Linked DNA regions of Mus musculus: region 1 is linked to region 2. The links are chromatin contacts, called in public promoter capture Hi-C maps. All regions are on one chromosome and are shown on one strand. The core of a region is the stretch at or near the end of the contact, and the rest is flanking DNA. Distances in the headings are between cores, read along the strand shown. Region 1 overlaps Spred2 (sprouty-related EVH1 domain containing 2). Region 2 holds the start of Ppp3r1 (protein phosphatase 3, regulatory subunit B, alpha isoform (calcineurin B, type I)).

Region 1 (7,145 bases), core at 3,350-5,849, 2.8 Mb before region 2:
ATGGTAGTTACAGGGTATTTTGCTCTGTACAAGGCATCCAAGGGAGAAAACATTTGCTCTGCACGCTTATATGCATAGGAAATAAGGCCTCTAGCTCCATTACTTAAGTGGTTACTACATGTCTGGTTAGTAGCTCATTATGGAAAACAGTTTTAAGAAAAACCTCCTGTTGGATAGAAGATTTAGTTGCAAAGACGCCATTTCTGGCATGGGGCCTGTCTGGGAGGGCAGTCAACTCTCCTCTCAGGCACTGATGTGAAACATTTGGGTCCCTTTGTCAACATTAATCCTTTGCGTCATAAGAGAAACTATGTCCCTAATGTCGGTAAGGGAAGCTGAAAAGTGGGCTAAAATCACTTCAGAAAAACGCTGGCCTGGAGATATTTCTGACCAGTGAGGCCAATCACAAAAAGGAACCCAGGAGCCACCTATGAAATTGCCCGTCCCCAGTATCTGGGAGTAAAAGGTCTGTGTATTTGAACAGGCCCAATCCGTCAGCTGGAACTCGGTGCCCAGGCACAGAGCCATTCTGAGAAACAGCAGGCTCCGTGCCTACTTCACCATGCCCATCCCTACGTCTCTAAACCCCTGCTGGTAACTGTGCCACGCAGAGCTTCTGACTTACCACCCAAGGGGTCCTAACACAGAGCTGACCGCTTTTATCTTCTGTATCTTTTTATTTAATTGTACAGGGTTAAGTTTTCAAAACTGGAGCCCCCAAATAGAAAATGGTATCTAAAATACCAAGAACTCCAACTTTCACCCAGCTATTAGGTCAAGAGGCCCTGTTTATATTGTAGGGGCCCTCTCCCCTCTGGGAGCCCTGTTTACATTGTAGGAGCTCTCTCCCCTCTGGGGGTCCTGTTTACATTGTAGGGGCTCTCTCCCCTCTGGGGGTGCAGAGTTTCATCCTTTTCCCTGAATTGGCCAAGAATCTTTAAATCTAAACCACAGAATACATTTAATGAAATTCCATTATAGCCTTGAACCAATGACCCAGAAGTGGTGTTTACAATTTATACTTGGAAGGTGAGGTCAGAGCCTGTTCACCTTGGCACAGACACACCCGCTGCACGGCATATTCTAGTGTACTCCTGGGGCTCCTGTCTATCTGGTATCAAAGACAGCATATTCAAGATTTGAGCAAACAGAATTATTTGGCAATCAAACTGAATTATGAATCATTCTTCAGAATGACTCCTAGCAAGTCAAAGTTTGTTAGATCACTAGGCTGTAAAGGCTTTTATTTTCCTATTGAAGTTTTAAACAACAACAACAACCACACACAACTGGATATTCAGTAAAGCCTCTTATTTTTGTTTTTTTGTTTGTTTTCTGTTTTTTTTTAAAGATTTATTTAAGTACACTGTTTCTGTCTTAAGACACCCCAGCGGAGCCGGGCGTGGTGTCGCACGCCTTTGATCCCAGCACTCGGGAGGCAGAGGCAGGCGGATTTCTGAGTTCGAGGTCAGCCTGGTCTACAAAGTAAGTTCCAGGACAGCCAGGGCTATACAGAGAAACCTTGTCTCGAAAAACAAAAAAAAAAAAAAGACACCCCAGCAGGCTGGTGAGAAGGCTCAGTGGTTAAGAGCAGTGAATGCTCTTCCAGAGGTCTGAGTTCAAATCCCAGCAACCACATGGTGGCTCACAACCATCCTTAATGAGATCTGATGCCCTCTTCTGGTGTGTCTTTAGACAGCTACATTGTACTTACATAAAATAAAATAAAATAAAATAACACCCCAGAAAAGGGCATCAGAACTCATTACAATGGTTGTGAGCCACCATGTGGTTGCTGGGATTTGAACTCAGGACCCTCTTAAGAGCAGTCAGTGCTCTTAATCCAGCCCCCTATTGAAGTTTTAATACAAAGCCAGTGTTAAAAAAAAACAGACACTTTGTTACAGACTAGTAATTCTGCTGAGAGACTTAGACTCACCCACCCCTTAACTCGCAGGGCTGCTGAACATGTTCACCTGTTATCCTTTACATTATACATCAAGATTTGCTGTAAATGTGTTTTCCAATCTGACCTTTCACTTCCAGGGCACAGAGAAGCCACTGTTCCTGGGGCGCTGTGTGTGCCAGCACATTCTCTTGTGTGGGGCCTACTGCCCTGGCACTACAGACTTATAGGGCTAGCCCAAGGTTGGGGTACCAGATAGTGTGCCACCAACCCGTCTGGTCTTTCCTTTCTCTTTGCTGCTATGTGCTGTGGCCCCTAGCAGCTAAGAGGCAGCTAAGGCAGAGGAACAAAAAAGAGCAGGAAGTGAACCCAGGGAGCCTCAGAGTGAGGGGCCCTAGATGGGTGGCACACAACCTGGGCTCCCTGTAAGCGCCGACGCGGCTCCTAGTGAGCTAGAAGATCTATGGAGTTTTCATGGCTCCCAATAGACTTAGTCAGAGTGCCAGTTCCAGGGTGCGACAAGCACGGAGCATGGAACTCATGCTGCGCCTCCCTTATAGTGCTAGTCTGGGCTACTTTGCAGCAGCTTACCGAGCCACGTTCTTACTGTCAGTACTGCATTTAACATGAAATTTCCACACCTGAGTATGTTCTGCCTGTATCCTGTTCTACCATCCTTCCTCAGATCACAGCACACCCTGGCCAATAAAAAACCAACAGCGAAGAGCCTGGTCTGGAGGGGAAGGGTCATCAAAGGTACACTGGGTGGTGGCGGCGGCCCACAAGCCTTTAACCCCAGCACTTGAGGCAAAGGCAGGATGCTCTGTGGTCAGCCTGTCTACAGACAAGAGTTCCATGACAGCCAGCCAGGGCTACCCAGAAAAATCCTGTTCTGGGGATGGGGGAGGTACCTCTTGGTACTTCTGAAAGGGCAATGTTAGAAGTGTTGTCTAAGGCAGGTGACCTAAAATAAAATGCTCTTGGGTCACCCTCTGGGTCAGTGTGCCTTTCCTGAGCACCCCTGGAGGTGAGTAACCAGGGTGTAAAAGCCCCGTTCAAGTGATTTTTCATGGTTTCTTTCGGTTTCTCCTGCTTTCTTCTGGAATGCCCAGTGCATTCGTGAATATGCTGCATGCAGACATCAGGGAAGGGAGGCCTTCTCTGGAAAATCTGAAGAGACTCTCTGCTTTAATCTTTACAGCTGGAAAGCTCACCCCTCCACCCTGGGGCCCCAGAAAGCAGAGAGCATAAGTATAGCCCAGGCCCCCACCCCCATCCTGCCTGGACCCCCATCCTGCCTGGACCGGCCTCACCTCTATCTCAGCTGTGGGCCGCTGACTGCACCTGTAATCACTACTGAGTCGGAAACACTTGCTCCAGGAAGTTAAGCTTGTGAGCCGCTCTGGCAACAACAGATCCAGATCCAAAAGCACATGCAAACCACAGTTTTTAAAAAACAAACAAACAAACAAAAATTCAATGGAATTCAAGAATTATTTTAAAAAAAAAATCAAGAATCCTTTTTAAAAGAAAAGGTTAAAAAAAGAAAATGAAAGAAAAGGAAAAGAAAAGAGAAAAAATTCTCTTTAGAACCAAGCACCAAATAACCCTTGGCCCCACCCTAGGTGGGCGCATGACGAGGCCATGTCAGGCTTCCTCCCAGCCAGCACAGTGCTCCACCCTGGATGCTGCTCCTTCCTCCTCAGCACCCCTCTGTACTGTGATTTCCAGGCCACTGGCCGCAGTTACTCCAGGCCCACAAGACACCAGGCCTCTGCTGTGTCTGCCATGTTGTTAAGTGTACAGCATTATTCACGACCTTTTAAAATGCTAACACGGGCACTTTTGGGAAACCACATAAACATTTTATTGTAATAGTTTGTTAACATTCAAAACACCAATTGGAGGTAGCTCAGACTTTTTGTCCAAAAACCACTAAAACATAACAATTTTGACATCAGTAGTTTTGGAAATAAGCTTTATTTAGTTTTTTTTTTGGGGGGGGGGGAGAATGTATCTAACTCTTATAGACTAAGTATGTGCCCTAAAGGGGTGAGTGTCAGGGTGACTACTTTGAAAATTTTGGGGACAAGAGAGCCCTGGGAGGTCAAAGGGTCAAACCTGAACGGAGGTTTGTTTAGGACTCTGCCTTTATTGTCGGTCTGCTCGGCGGAGCCTGGGGTCAGCGTTCATAATTAACCAAGATCTAAGGGATTTCCGGCTGAAGACAAACCGACCCCGCCCTGAGAAAACTCTCCCTCCTGTTTTTACCTGAAAGTAATCAATCAAGCTCTCGGGTTTTCCCTTCACTCTTGCACAAACCATATTCCTGGTCCTGTTTAAACCTCAAGGCCACCGACCAGAATGGTTCCCACCCCCATTAAGCGCATCAGCAATAAAACAAAATCAGTTCTTTAAAACACAAACAGCAAAGGGAGTTGCTTAAAGTTAATAATCTCCAACCCAGGGCTCCGACCCACAGCCACCTTCTTCTCTTGACTATTTTTTGTTTTTTTGCTTTTGCCCTCATTATTGGAGAAAGCAAAGGAAGTGGAGTGTCAGCAAGAAACCAGCTGACGGTGGCCAGGGAGTGTGAAATCTAGGTTTATACTTCATCAATAATGCCCCGAACAGTCTGACTACTTCTGCCCAGTCCACAGATGGATTTCTTTCTCCTGCTACCCCGCCCTCCTCCAAGGTCAAAAGGTCAGGAAATGACTTTACCAAATTCAAAACCTACAAACTCTTTTACAGGCCAGCCCAGCTTAAGATCTCTCCCAAACAAAAGGTGATAACGTAGCCCACAGGAAGGAAGGAGAGCCAGGGCCCACAGGCCACAGGCAGGGTTTTTACGAGCCTCACTTTATATTCTAGTCAGAGCCACCCGTAGAGTGTCCTTTCAGGCGGCAAGAGTTAGTGTTTCATTTTGTGCTCTTTCACCTTGGTTCTGAGTTCTGTCATCTCCTTTACTACAGAGGGAAAGATAAGCAATAATGTCCTATTTTCAAGGTATCTGCTCTGCAGTGGGGGCTAAATCTCCACTCCTCAGCAGACACTGGCTAGGAGGCAGCCAAGTTGGTAGTTATCCAATCATGTGGTGACGGGACATTAGGCAACTTAGTTCCACGCTCCTTTTACGCTAGAAAGAACAGGACTGAGTGGGACTCCTCATTCCGGGAGAAAAGGGACCGTTCAAGGTTACTGACCCCCCAGGACCGAGGAAGGGCGGTTCCCCACCGCTGTCCACAGTTTACAAACAAGGGCTCCATGTTGTGGGAAAAGTCCCTGGATCGGTGCTGTTGGGATTTTAAGATTTACTGGCTTAGGTAACAACTGTGAAGGAATTTTAAGTGAAGAGGAATTACTAACAGCCCAACTCCAGGAGAGAGCAACAGCTGGAGGGGGGTGAGGGGCCATCTGGGCTGTTCCTCCTCAACAGAGGTCATTCCATTTGGCATTTATTAGTCTAACTAGACCTGGTAACACATCCTCTTCTCACAACTGGGTGTGACTCTTTGAATCTACTACTGAGCCACAGCCTCTTCATATGCAGCAGGGGGGGGGGGAGTCAAAGGGCTTTTGAGGTCTCTTTACAACTTCTGTATTATTTTTTTTTTTAATTGGCTTTACAGTCCCTTAGTGTTGCCAAGGGCTTTAGCAAACACACGCTACTGAAACATCTTGCAGAAGCAGAAAACTTGTAGTAGTAAAAATCCAACAGAATACATTTAATAGAAAAAGACCAGAAGCCACCAAGACCCATGACAACACCACAGGCCCAGCTCCTTCACTCAGCATGGAGTTACTACGCAATCATAAAACTCCCAGGGTAAGGGAGTCCTATTGAAGTCTTTTGAAAATGGAAGAAAATGGGCTCAGTGGCAGGGTGTTTGCCTAGAATGTGCATGCGCCGCACATGCGAGTACACACACACACACACACACACACACACACACACACACACACACACGCAGAGCATGGAATGTTTTTAGAATAAACTGAATACGCTACATGTGCTGATAAAAGGCTGTAACTAGCATAGGAGGAGTTTTTTCTTGTTTTTAATGTGCACTGGTGTTTTGCCTACATGTATTTGTATGAAGGTATCAGATCTTGGAGTTGCATACAGTTGTGAGCTGTCACATGGGTACTGGGAATTGAAACTAGGTTCTCTGGAAGCACCGAGCCACCTATTCAGCCTCCCCTCGTTTTTTTTTAGATTTATTTTTTATTTTATGTATATGAGTACACTGTAGCTATCTTCAGACAAGCCATAAGAGGGTATCAGATCCCATTACAGATGGTTGTGAGCCACCATGTGGTTGCTGGGAATTGAACTCAGGGTCTCTGGAAGAGAAGTCAGTGCTCTTAACCGCTGAGCCATCATCTCTTCAGTCTTCTTTTTTTTTTTTTTTTAAAGGCAGTTTCACTGTATATTCTGGGTTGGCTTGAGACTCCCATATGTACACCAGGCTAACCTTGAACTCACAGAGATTGACCTGAAGTCAACATAATAAAGCCATCATTGTGAGCAACACTAGTACCAAGGAAAGAATAAAAGGTCTCTAACATAAGGCCAGTCAACACCCAGCTCTGTATTCTATGGCAGTGTCGACATCTGCCTCCTTCTCACCCTTCCCCTTTCTAAAGATTAAATTTGGCTATTCAAATCTACCTGTGGGTGTGACTGTGAGGACGTACAGAGGTCGGGGCTGCCGGTAGTTAGCTCTTCCTTTCTACCATTTGGGCTGCAGACACAAACTCAGGCCATGAGTTACTAACTTATTAAGAGCCATCTACTCTGGCCTTCATCCTGGTTCTCTGGGACAGTTGCAATTCCCAAGGCACCACAAATAAACCACCTCGCCTCTGGCAACTTCCTCCAGTGAGCAGGTCTGGAAGGGAGTTCTTTAAGCCTAAGCAAAGACTAGATTAAACATAACAGGATGCTCAGAGGCACATCTCCTTGCCTTTGCATACAATCAACCTTAGCCTTTATTAAAAGGCAATTCCACCTCAAAAGACTTTCAAACATATTTTCACTTCAGTATTCACAATAAGCCAAAAGGTGGCAATAATCTAAATTCATTCATCCAGAGAGGACTGGTTAAACAATACACAATGGGTCATCGCTCAGCCTTAATAAACAGTGGAGTCGACAATGGGATGAGTTTTGAGAAAGCTAAGCAAAAGAACCCAGTCCAAAAAAAAAGGGGGGGGGGACAAGCTGTGTGGAAGT
Region 2 (6,734 bases), core at 3,134-5,633:
TCATTGGTACGAATGAATCCCCATTGCTTTACCCAGACTAAAGTCCACAATCAGTCTTGCTTAGCTCTCCCGAAGGAGTAAGTCCCAACCCGACTTAGTCCTCATACTGCCCATCTCTCTCACGGTCAACGGATTCTTAGCTGGCTTCTGTATCTCATACCTGATCCATTTTAAGTTTCTCATCCACAATTGGAAAAAAAATGAGCGGAAAAAACTGCTTCCTCCAAATATGTATAAATCTTAGCTCTGCTGGCAATAAAATTAATTTGATGCACAGTTCATGAAAATGGAAACTTTAATTAAAAAAAAAGCTAAAAATGACTAAAATTGCTTTGAAATTTAAAATGGTCTTAAGACTTACGGAAATGTTCATATAGATACACACAAGAAAATCCACGGTACCGATTTTTGTTTATTTGTGTGTGTGGTGGAGTGAAGGTCTCATGGCAGTCCAAAGACGAATTTCAGATATCCATTCTCTCACACCATGTGAACGTGAGATCAAACTCAGGTCATCAAACTTGGGGAGAAAGGCACCTTTACCTGCCAGGATGTCTCAACAGCCCAAATCCATACTATCTAATGCAACTAAGATACAAACAACCTGACTGCGGAAAAATTCCTAGGTGTTCTGCACTCACAGATCTTATAATATACCTAATCATAATTCTTAATGCTCAACTGTTTTAAAATAGAGTGAAGGCAGGATAAACTGACTCATGAAGCAAATGGAGTTAACTATAGCCCAACTGGAGCATGCTAGGTAGACCAGGCTGGCCTTGAACTACTTAAGATCCACCTGCCTCTGTCTCCCAAGTACTGGGGTTAGAGATGTCCGCCACTATACCAGACTCAAATTAACTGTTTTTAAAGCAGCAAATAAAACACTTGTCAGAATCAGCCTTTACAGGGCAGTCTCAGCTGATAAACTGCTTGGCACACAAACATTGGGGCCCAAGTTCTGATCTCCCCCAAATTCATGTAAAAAGCCAGATGGAGCAGAGCACACCTGTAGTGTCAGTGCTGGGATGCAGAGGCAGGAGGGTCCTAGAGTTCACTGGACGGCATAGATCAAACAGGTTCAGTGAGGGAGCCTGCCTCAAAAACAAAACAAGGTGTTGAGCGCCTGAGGAAGGCACCCAACACCCACCTCTGACCTCTACAAGGCTGTGAATGAGCATACATGCAGACATATGCACATGCAGACACATGCACAAGCAGACACATACATCCAAGTGTGCATGAATACAGACAACTCCATAAGAGATTTAATACCATTTAAATTAATCAGAAAATAAATTAAAACTACAAAATCCATTATGAAAATCTAACAATTCTGTGGTATCTACTAAGAATTAGCTATTCTTAAGGTAATGAATTTTTCCAGAAATGCAGGCTTAGCTTGGAAAATTACCCAGATCACCATGAAGCCCAACATATTTTCAGTTAATCAATGTTCCATATGGCTAAACCAAGTTATTCACATGGTCTTGATACTTCCAAACCAATATGGTATGGATCACACCAAGACTGTCCCTATGTCAGGGCAGAATTGGAAAGACGGAGAATGGCAAATGTGAACTGGGAAAGTTTTAAAGGAAGCCAGAGAAAAAAACAAAACCAAACACACACACACACACACAAAACCCAAGAAAATAATAATGACCCATCAGATATTATAAAATGAATCTTAAAATATTGGGACTGACTAGGAAATAGTCACAAAAAGATAAGGAATTTAAGGGTCAGTGGGCTGTCCAATGGTGGTGGTGCATGCCCCTTTAGTCCCAGCACTCATAAGGCAAGGGCAAGCAGATGTATGTAAGTTCAAAGCCAACCTGGCCCAGGACAGTCAGTGCTACACAGAGAAACCATGTCTCAATAAACAACAACAAAAAAAGTCAATGGTCTGAGGGAACAGCCTTGGGAAAGAACATGCAACACAGATGCCTAATTTTTAGTACCATCAGTACAAATTAGAATAAGGAGAGAGAGAGAGAGAGAGAGAGAGAGAGAGAGAGAGCGCAAGAGCGAGAGCTAGAGAGAGCAAGAGAGAGCGAGCGCAAGCGAGCGCACACCACACTTACAGAAACTAGGTTTGGTTCCTGGCACCTATGTGAAATCCAAAACTACATGTAACTCAGAATCCAGGGAATCTAAGCTCTCTTCTGGTCTCCTAAAGCACCTGCACTCTTGTCCACACACCCTTCCCCCATATATACATAGTTAAAATTAATTTTTTTTCAAAAAAAAAAAATCACTGCAATAGACCCCGATCTTCAAATAAACACGTACAAAGTTCCATTAAGGCCCAAAGCTGTCAGCTCCCAAATTCCGTTACATTTCGTAGCTTCGGTTACTGTGTTGCTACAAAATATCCCAGTTTGGCAGGTTTGTAGATGATACAAGAATAAACTTCTTAACTGCCCTGAGGTACCCATCTGAAGTATAAGCTTGAGGATGGAAGAGAGGTCTATTTTGAACTTGGCCTCTTCATCAGTTACTCTGATATAAGGGGATGGTATACATCGCAAGAGCTGAAACTGAAGCAGGCCAGCCAATGAGCTCCAGAGAAAAACAGCCTCAAAACAAACAAAAAAATATTAAGTGCCATTCCTAACTTCAAAGTATTACAACTCTATTGTGAACAGACACGATCTTTTTAAATGCTCTTCAATGGTGTAGAAAAGGCTAAGTTTTATAACCTTCAAGGAGCCAAATCATCTGAACAGCTTCCTAAATAAAGGAAAAAAAAAATCCTCTACATTCCAAAATCATGAACCACTTTAATAAAGCTGCCCCTCTAGTGGGTCTTAACGATGCCAGTAAACCCGATATTTCAAATAAAAGCTGACTTACTCGAATATTTAACCTCAGTTTCTCTGACCACCACCACCTAATCGGTTTTCAACTGCAGTAAACAATGCACATTTGAAGCACTTAAATCTTACATGCGAGGGGGTATTGTACAATTAAAGAGTCTAAGTATCACAAATCCGCCTGAAATTCTTTGATATGTACTGAAAAGATGTTTACAGTAAGTGTCACAATCCCGTATCCTGTTTAACTAAATGACATATAACTCGCAGTGCAGCTATGTTTGTCTGTGAACACAATTCTTGATTGCAAAGACGAAACGGAGGCCCAGTGAAGCTACAGAACCAGTAAGGTAACAAGCTAAAGGCGTCATAGATTTCTTGGCTATGGTGACAGGCAGGAGGCACACCCCTAGCGTCAGCCAGAAATACTACATGGTGAATTCCACCTACGGATTAATAGGAAAGTAAGGAAGGGAAAATTTAAATCGCCATCGTTCAAAAACAACTACCACAAGCACCGGAAAAACAGAAATAAAAATACTAAGAAAATATTAACAAACCAATATGAGCATTTCTCTAGGCCCGGTGTCTTAGCTAATATACACGCTGGCCCTTTCATGTTCACCAACGCAGAGAAAAGCGGCCTCGGGAAAAAAAAAAATCCCCTACGGTTGCAAACAGCAGAGAGATAAATGCGAAAACGAGCGAAGAAGGCAAGAAAGTGGAAGGATCCCTGCCAAGGCTCGCTGCTGGAAAATGCGGAGTGAGTGGGAGGAAGCACAACTCTGGAGAAGTGGGTCTTACATAAAGCGCCATTTGCCGCACACTATCATTTCCACCGGATTTCAGAAAACCCAACCTGGAAACCCATCTGGGGGCGGAAAGTGGGTTTCACGTGGAGGAGGGTAGCGAGGGCGCAGCCCCCCGGGACCGGGGTTCAGAAAAGGCCGAACGAGCCAGACAGGCGACGGGGCCGGGGTTGCGCGGAGGCCCACGGGCTTAGGAGCCCGGGGGCGGCGGCTCTGTGGGCGCCCGGAGGCCCAGGGTCGTGCGGAGGGCGGGGGCGGCGAATCTCGGGGAGCGCGGAGACGTCCGGCGTTTGCAGGGGGCCGGGGGGCGCGCGGAGGCCCGGAGGAGGCGCGCAGGGGCTGGGGGGCTTGCAAGGGCCTTGCAGCGGCCCGGGAGCGCGCAGAGCCGGGGGCCGCGCAAGTAGCCGAGGACTTGAAACCCAGCACCTGCACCCTCCAGGCCTCTGGAATTTTCTATCCGAGAGGACGCCCCGGGCCCTCCCTCGCGCGACCGGGGAACCGAGGTCTCACCATCTTGCTCGGCGGGCGGCGCTGGCGGCGGCTGTAGGATCCTCGGGACGCGGCGACGGCGGCTTTGCTGTCCGGCGCCGGGCGGGGTGCAACGGGGCCTGGGCCCGGAGCGAGGCGGGCGGAGTCCCGGTTGGAGATGCGTCGGCGGGAGGAGAGGGTTGCAGCCTCACGCTCACAGGCGGCCCCGACTCGTTGCAGCGGCTCGCGCTGACCGCAACCTCAAGGCACGGAACAGGGCGCGCAGAGGGCGGAGCGAGCGCGGGGCGGGGCGGGGCGGAGCCTGCGGGAGGCTGACATCCGGGAACCCGCGCCCTGCCGTGCACACGCTCTCCAACCGGATTGCTCGCAGAGCCCCGCTAGCGCTCCGCCAGCGCTTTTTGCGTACCGTGCGCCGGGGGACATGGAGATGGGGGGGCAGACGTCTTGACGTTGGGAGAGCCGCGCTTCCTGTCATGTGACCGAAGGAAGGCCGGCAGGAGGAAGACTCCTGGGAGGAGAAAATGGGGAGAATGACAGGACCTGCCACAGGGCTGTGTCGCTCTTGGGGGGTGACACCATGTCACTATGGCGAGGCACGGGCAAGTCTACACTGTGGAGTCAAGCGCGCAGTTGGAAAAATAGGAGAAGCAAAGCTAGCTGCAGCTTAGGTCCTGGGAGCCACTGACAAGAGTGGGGGATTGCTTCCCACTCCAACAGACACTACCTCTAGGTTGCCCTGCAGCTGGTGCAGAAAGAAGCCTTTAAGAGAAATACTACGAGACAGACTGCCCTGTTGTCCATGTAGTAAGGGTATGTCCGTAATGGTGGCAGTTGCCTTACTATAGAAGTGAAACTACAGTAGGTAATAAAGTCCATGGAAAGAAGTTATATTTAAGAGGAAAAGATAAGTTGGTAGGAGAGATGTGATAAAGATAACGTATTTATGTTATTTATTTTAGTCAGGTTTTGAATAGATAGAAAATAAAGGTCAGGGTATGTCCTGCTCTACCTGTTTCATCTTCTGTAAGTGTAGATTATTTTTTAGCTTTTGAGAGACGAGCTTTGACTCCACTTTGAGGATGGGGGATGCCTGCACCGGAGGGGACACGAATGCTACTTACCATGTATCCAGTTCCACTCACAGACTGAAAATGCCTTATAGCTTGGCGTTGAAAGGGTGGCACCCTATGAATTTATCAGGGTAAACTGTAACAGCGCATAGGTTTGTTACAATTGTTTGGGAAACCAGGCACAAGAACGTGGTAGGCACATCATACCAAGAAAAGGGTGCAACGTCCTCACCTGGACTCCATAAAGAGATAGACATCTAGCACTGTGATGGCAACAACCCCTACCAATCTATCATCCGACCATCCTGATAGGCAAAGAACACTTGACTGCCCCTGAGGCTTGAACTCAGTTAAGTCCTCACTGTTGACAAGGTTTGGTCAACTGTCCATCTTTCTATTCCTCCAGCTGTACCATCCATCCATCCCTTCATCTGGACCTACATTTGGCTCTTAGGCCTCTACAGCTGAACTCAACTCTATAGCTTCCCATTTAAACCATTGACACTCCCAACAGCCTGCTCCAGCATCTTTCCTAAAGCCAAGGTGTTTATTTAGTATCAAAACAAACTACATTTCTGATGGCCAGGCAGTGGGGTTGCATGCCTTTAATCCCAGTACTTGTAAGAGAGAAGCAGGCAGATCTCTGTGAGTTCAAGGCCAGCCTGGTATTCAAAGTGAGTCCAGGACAGCAAGGACTCTGTTACACAGAGAAACCCTGTCTCAACAAACAAACAAAAAAACCTACATGTCTATCATACCAATAAAACCTTGTGAACTCTGTTGTGTCCTCTTGCTTTTTGCAGCTGTTCTGTAATTGATGTTTATACAGATATATTTATTGCATGATCTGAGAGTAGATGATATGATTACAAGATAAGCCTGAGTGTTTGCCTCAGCAATATTTGGCAGATAACTGCCATTGAAACCACAAAGTCTGATGAATTTTTTTCAATAAATGAAGACCTTGTGGAAAGACACAAATGTGTTTGTCTCTATTTCTGGCACAGTATGTTAATGATTGTACTGGCTGGTTTTCTGTGTCAACTTAACACAAGCTGGAGTTATCACAGAGAAAGGAGTTTCAGTTGGGGAAGTGCTTCCATGAGATCTAGCTGTGGGGCATTTTCTCAATTAGTGATCAAGGGGGAAGGGCCCCTTGTGGGTAGGACCATCTCTGGCCTGGTAGTCTTGAGTTCTATAAGAGAGCAGGCTGAGCAAGCCAAGGGTGGCAAACCAGTAAAGAACATCCCTCCATGGCCTCTGCATCAGCTCCTGCTTCCTGACCTGCTTGAGTTCCAGTCCTGACTTCCTTGGTGATGAACAGCAGTATGGAAGTGTAAGCTGAATAAACCCTTTTCTCCCCAACTTGCTTCTTGGTCATGATATTTGTGAAGGAATAGAAACTGACTAAGACAAATTGGTACCAGGAGTGGGGTATTCCTGTGACAACCTGACCATGTTTTGGGGGAGGACTGTGGAAGGACTTTGGAATTTTGGGCCAGAAGATCTGTTCGGTGTTATGAGCTCTGTCGAATGTTGTGTAGGAG

What was found. Promoter capture Hi-C pulls out the DNA fragments that hold promoters and counts their contacts.
Region 1: a promoter capture Hi-C map of liver shows a contact between it and region 2, with 4 times the contacts expected there. The contact joins the enhancer-like site here to the promoter of Ppp3r1 in region 2. A contact is called at or near these places in 4 of 39 promoter capture datasets (cranial neural crest, liver and pre-B cells), 1 of 115 datasets of contacts at active chromatin or transcription factors (astrocytes) and 1 of 9 other capture datasets (embryonic stem cells).

The regions. Positions count from the first base shown.
Region 1 is chr11:19,984,870-19,992,014 of GRCm38.p6, reverse strand. The region is part of intron 1 of Spred2 (sprouty-related EVH1 domain containing 2); the gene reads right to left. Among named protein-coding and RNA genes, the nearest start is that of Gm39603, 48 kb to the left of the region's middle. Within about 2 kb of position 4,599, at least 150 of the 459 cell types and tissues checked have an H3K27ac peak or open chromatin away from gene starts, as enhancers often do. A contact at or near this core is called in astrocytes, embryonic stem cells and liver, where this site is marked.
Region 2 is chr11:17,156,947-17,163,680 of GRCm38.p6, reverse strand. It overlaps Ppp3r1 (protein phosphatase 3, regulatory subunit B, alpha isoform (calcineurin B, type I)), which reads right to left and starts at 4,383. Exons shown (of 6, transcript NM_024459.2): 1 at 4,139-4,383. The coding sequence starts at 4,141.